2 separate regions of the Bos taurus genome follow, and region 1 is linked to region 2. A link is a contact called in public Hi-C data. All regions are on one chromosome and are shown on one strand. The core of a region is the stretch at or near the end of the contact, and the rest is flanking DNA. Distances in the headings are between cores, read along the strand shown.

What was found. Hi-C and Micro-C count contacts between places; a contact is called where the count stands out from the background.
Region 1: a contact with region 2 is called in a Hi-C map of liver, with 2.1 times the contacts expected there. The contact joins the promoter of NGRN here to the enhancer-like site in region 2. A contact is called at or near these places in 2 of 11 Hi-C or Micro-C datasets (liver and skin fibroblasts).

The regions. Positions count from the first base shown.
Region 1 is chr21:21,633,991-21,636,854 of ARS-UCD2.0, reverse strand. NGRN (neugrin, neurite outgrowth associated) reads right to left here and starts at 1,259. Exons shown (of 2, transcript NR_028054.1): 1 at 560-1,259. It also overlaps a transcript of GDPGP1 not described here.
Region 2 is chr21:21,599,161-21,601,860 of ARS-UCD2.0, reverse strand. The region is part of intron 4 of SEMA4B (semaphorin 4B); the gene reads right to left. Among named protein-coding and RNA genes, the nearest start is that of CIB1, 21 kb to the left of the region's middle. Within about 2 kb of position 1,255, at least 20 of the 102 cell types and tissues checked have an H3K27ac peak or open chromatin away from gene starts, as enhancers often do. A contact at or near this core is called in liver, where this site is marked.

The DNA.
Region 1 (2,864 bases), core at 10-2,509, 35 kb before region 2:
ACATGACCTTCGGAAGACTATTTAGCAATATTTATCAAAATGCAAATTCATTTAGCTTTGGCTTCAGTAACCCTACTTCTGAGAATGTGTATAATGCTTCTGGCAGATATGGACATTGATGGGTACACAAGGTCATGCACTAGGGCACTATTTGTTACAGTGAGTGGGTGGGAACAATTCAAACGCCCACCATAAAAGACCAGTAATATAAACTACAATTTATTAAGCATCTACAAATGAGAATGAGGCGCTCTCTCTTGGGAAGTTGAAAGATCTTCGGAATATATTAAATGAACAAGTAAAGTGTAGAAAAGTTATTTATAAATTGTTTGAGACTACGAAAGTGAAAATAAAATTCTACATTCACATGGGCTTGCTTCTATGTGCAGAAGGAAACCTAGATAGTGACACAAGAAAACTATTAATATTTTAATAGTATTTCTATCCACAGGAGACTAGGAGGGTTAACACTTCTCAACACATACGCAGTTATACTGCTTTAATTTTGAGCCATATGTAATGCACTATGTATTCAAAACAAAAATCTTAATAGTCTTACCGGATCTGCTCCATGGCTTCCCACGTCAGGGTCCTGGGTGGGGCACCTGACGCCTCCATTTGCCTTCGAATTTTCTGGAACCGGATGGCTTTTTTCTGTCGTTTCAGGGCGCTGGGGGAGAGAACCAATGGCAGAAACCATGCATAGACGCTAGATGGGTGGTTTAAGAGCCTTGGGGTCAGTCACAGAGCGTCCAGCGCACTTCACTTTGCAAACACTACGTGGCCATGTCGGCCAGCCAGAACACCGCCCCAGAAGTCTAACACCAAGAACAGCAGCCCATAAGCTGTTGCTGAATTCTTCAGTCGGGTGATGAAATACGTCCTTGGTGAAAGGACCTGTGGTCCCAAAGGATCTAACACCTGCCCCTGCGTCCCTAAAAACGGGTGAGAAGGGCTGCTGCAGGACGCCCAGCGCCAACCGGGCGCGGACAAGGGCGCCCAGACCGAGGCCCTGCTTCAGGCTGAGGGCCCGGGAAGGAGTCGGTACCTCTCCACCTCCTGCAGTTCTCGCTCCTCCGGTTCCCAGTCGAAATCGGGGTCCGGCTCTCGGCTGGTAGAGCCCGGGATGGTCACCCTCCGGGTAGCAAACCCACTGCGAGCAACCGCTGCGCAGACACGCCCGCCCAGCAAAACGTTCGGGGAAAACGCCATGTTTACAAAAACCCCCTTCACGACCCACGGACTGGCAGCACCGGAAGCCAGGGACTGAACCGGAAGTACGCAGGGGGGGAAAGCTCGGGGACGTAGCGGTTCTTTCCGGCTTCAGGCTGAGGGCGTGGCTTTTGGGTTTAAACCGCTCGGTGGCCCAGCCCTCCCGATAATAACTACGGGGCGCGGGGAGGGCGAGTGTTTTCCCTGCAACTCCCGGAACCGGAATGAGGTAGAGGACGCTCCTACCAAACGCGATAAATTTTAAACACGAGCTCATTGGCCAAGAGACGCCCCTTTACCCTAAGGGCTGCCCAGGCCGGCTTGCCTCCGCCACGGTCACAGGAAGGGCGTCCCCTCAGCGGTTCTCTGATGGCGACAGCCCCGAGCTATGGGAACTGGACTCCTCTGGGAAACGGATTTCTTGTCGCCTGGATGACCTCTAGCCCAGGGCTGCACCCAGAGTACAGATTTAGCGGTAAATCCAGGCTAAGGTTTGAAGGACGGAGAAGACAAGTTGTTAAGTCAGCCTAACGAATTGATCCTTTTGAACTGTGGTGTTGGAGAAGACTCTTGCGAGTTCCTTGGACTGCAAGGAGATCAAACCAGTTAACCCTAAAGTTAATCAGCCCTGAATATTCATTGGAAGGACTGATCCTGAAGCTGAAACTCCAATACTTGGGCCACCTGATTCAAAGGACTGACTCACTGGAAAAGGCCCTGATGCTGGGAAAGATTGAAGGCGGGAGAAGAAGGGGACAACAGAAGATGAGGTGGTTGGATGGCATCACTGACTCGATGAACATGAGTCTGAGTAAGCTCCAGAAGTTGGTGATAGACAGGGAAGCCTGGCATGCTGCAGTCCACTGAGTCACAAAGAGTCGGACTTGACTGAGTGACTGAACTGAACGAGATCCAGGGGCTGGGAGCAAATTGCGAGAACCATCGTCAGAGTGAAAACTGCAACCCTAAATATCCTCTGATGCCCAGTCATTTGAGAGATGAGCTGGTGCTTCACTCTCATACTTGAAGTTGGTCAGACTGATGGCCAGGGTTCTGGAATGGAGGAAGAGCAGAAATCAGGGAGAGAGAGAAAAGGAACTGCGGTACCAGACACCCAGATGAAGAGACAGCCCACAGATTCATTTTCTCTAGAAGCCACTTAAAGGAAAGACCGTGCATGCTAAGTGGCTTCAGTCGTGTCCAACTGTTTTTGCAACATTATGGACTGTAGCCCTCCAGGCTCCTCTTTCGCTGGGATTCTCCAGGCAAGAATACTGGCATGGGTTGCCATGTCCTCCACCAATGGATGTTCCAGACTCAGGATCAAACCCATGTTTCCTGCATTGGCAGGCTGGTTCATTACCAGTAGCACCACCTGGGAAAGACCAGAATGATATAAATGTGCTGAAATTCTAAATTAAGCCAGCCCAAATGGTTCCGGATTTTATTGTACCAAAAGGCTAACGATCTCTTGTATTTCCTGTCCTCTTTCCCAGGCTAAAGGGAAAACTTTGGATTCCCCGCCCAACTGCAGAAGGGCAGAGGGTTACTCTCGAGCTGGGCAAGTGAGGGGGTCCAGGGGACAGTTACCTGTGTTTCTGCCTTCTCTTTCTCCTCCCAACTTCTAAGACATCTGGCTCAGCTGGGGTTAC
Region 2 (2,700 bases), core at 6-2,505:
GGAAGGGTCTGTGTACACATATAGCTGATTGACTTTGTTGTACAGCAGAAATTAACAACACTGTAAAGCAACTATACTCCAATTTAAAAGAAAAAAAAAAAGGAAGTGTGATGGAAGGCCAACTCAGGAGGTCTCCTCCCTGGACTCCCGTCTACAAACTGCAGCAAAACTACCTGGAAGACCTACACTCTAGATCCACGAGCTGACCCTGAAGACTCTGACGATGCTGGCCCGTGATGGGGCCTGAGAACATGCAAGGTTTTGAATCTCCCAGGGGATTCTGAAGTAGGAGGCTCATGGAGCACACTTTGAGAAGCACCATGTTTGTAGGGCAGGGTAGATGCCATCTCACCAAACTGGAGTTTTCTCATAATGGGGATAATGAAAACAAAACTCACAGCGGGCTCACAAGGAGTCAGTGAGGCCAGAGCAAATGGCCACTGCAGTCCCTCGTCTTTTATTTTAGTATTTTTTATTTATTTTTAATTAATTAGTTTCCGGCTGCACTGGGTCTTCGCTGCCGTGTGGGCTTTCTCCAGGTGCAGTGAGTGGGGGTATTCTCTAGTTGCAATGCACAGGCTTCTCACAGACCAAGATTTCTTGCTGCAGAGCACAGGCTCTTAGAGCGCACGGGCTTCAGTAGTCCTGCGCACAGGCTCAGTTGCCCCGAGCCATGTGGAATTTTTACAGACCAGGGATCGAACCCATGTCCCCTGCATTGGCAGGCAGATTCTTAACCAGTAGACCACCAGGGAAGCCCCCTCCTCATCCTTTCACAGCGCTCCAGTTTCCTGACAGTGAGGGCTTATCTGCCTACAGAGGAGGCGCATTTCTACCGAGGCAGCAGGTCCCCGTAAGCCTGGGCAGAGGCTGCTCTTGCAATCTGTCCACACACAGGAATGCCAAAGGTCAGAGATAAGCTTTAGTCCAGGTGGCAGCTCAGCCTTGCTCAGGCCTGGGGGCATGGGGGGCGGGGAGACTTGCCAAGGGTCACAGCCAGGTGGGAGGGGCAGCCGAGGCGCCAGCTGCCCAGCCCTGGTCCAGCCCCGCCCTCCAAACTCACCAGCTGCCCAGGAGCCCCCACACCTCCTTCGTCATACTGGGAGTCAATGCAAGTGCCACGGGACAGAAAACACCCTGAAGAAGCAGGCGAGGGGTCCTCTCACACGCATTCCCATTCTGGGGATCCTGTCCCTCGCTCCCTCCGCCCCACGTCTCTCAAACTCAAAGCACCACGGTATCCTGAAGGCCTGCCCATCCACAATCCCTCTTGCCCTGTGGCCTTCACCAGGGTCAGTCAGTGGGGCTCGCTTGCCAGCTGGGAGTGTCAGCAAGCCAGAAGTTAAAAGCACAGACTCAGAAGGACTTCGCAGGTGGTCCGTGGCTAAGACTCCGTGCTTCCAATGCAGGGGGCCTGGGTTCGATCCCTGGTCAGAGGACTAGATTCCTACATGCTGCAACTGAAACCCAGCACTGCCAAATAAATAAACAGCACAGACTCAGAGACCTGGGCTCAACTCCTGCCTCTGTTACTTACTGTCTGTGTGCCACTAGGACCAGCCACTTCAAATCTGCTGCCGCTTTTGCTAAGTCGCTTCAGTCATGTCCGACTCTGTGTGACCCCAGAGACGGCAGCCCACCAGGCTCCCCCGCCCCTGGGATTCTCCGGGCAAGAATACTGGAGTGGGTTGCCATTTCCTTCCAATGCATGAAAGTGAAAAGTGAAAGGGAAGTCGCTCAGTCGTGTCCGACTCCTAGCGACCCCATGGACTGCAGCCTACCAGGCTCCTCCATCCATGGGATTTTCCAGGCAAGAGCACTGGAGTGGGGTGCCATTGCCTTCTCCACACTTCAAATCTAGGCACCCTGTTTTCTTTATCTGTGAAATGAGGATAATAGCACCTTGCCTCTCAGGGTAGTTACAAGAAATGAGATTAGACACGTAAATAGTAATACATGTAATAACCCACATTTACTGAAAGCTTCGCTCAAAACAACTTTGCACATGTTATCACGGTGTTGGCACGGTGTCTGGCGCATGATCAACACTCCAGCAGATCAAAAACAAAATCAGAAAGCCCTGCAGGAAAATCCAGCCTGGCGAGAGCTGCCAGAGAAGCAGGGCTGTTTGGAAGAGCTGGGCTTCCCTGGTCCTCACCCTGGGCGCCTCTAACCTCGGCCTGTGCCGAGCCAGCGAGGGTCTCACAGCCAAGCAGAGGGCGTGGGCTCAGACAGGGCCTGGGGTCACAGGCCCGTGTGGTGTGTGTGCGTGTGTGCGTGCGCGCACTCTGGTTCCTACTCAGTGGTGTTCTGAGTGGAGTTCCTGCCTGAGCTTGCCTCTGTGTGTGTATGCGTATGTCTGTGTGTGTATACACCCTACTGCAGGGCTTGTCCGTGCTTGAGCGTTCGCTCCGGGGTGCCATCTGCAGAGGTGACTGAAGGGGGGAGGGTGTTTATGCACTCAGCTTCCCGAGTGCTGGGGCACAGGGTCAGTCTTAGCGTCTGCCCTACCCTGTGTGTGGCAGAGAGTGTCCTGTGCTGCTCAGACACCCTCCACGTCCTCTGCCCAGCGGGTTAGTCCGGTGCAGAGAAGGTCGGGCTGCCTAAAGATGTGGCTGGTTCTCCCAGGTGGGATGAAACCTTCCCATCCAGCCTAGGGCCGGCCTGAGCCAGTGGCTTCTCCAGGGCTCCAAGATGGTG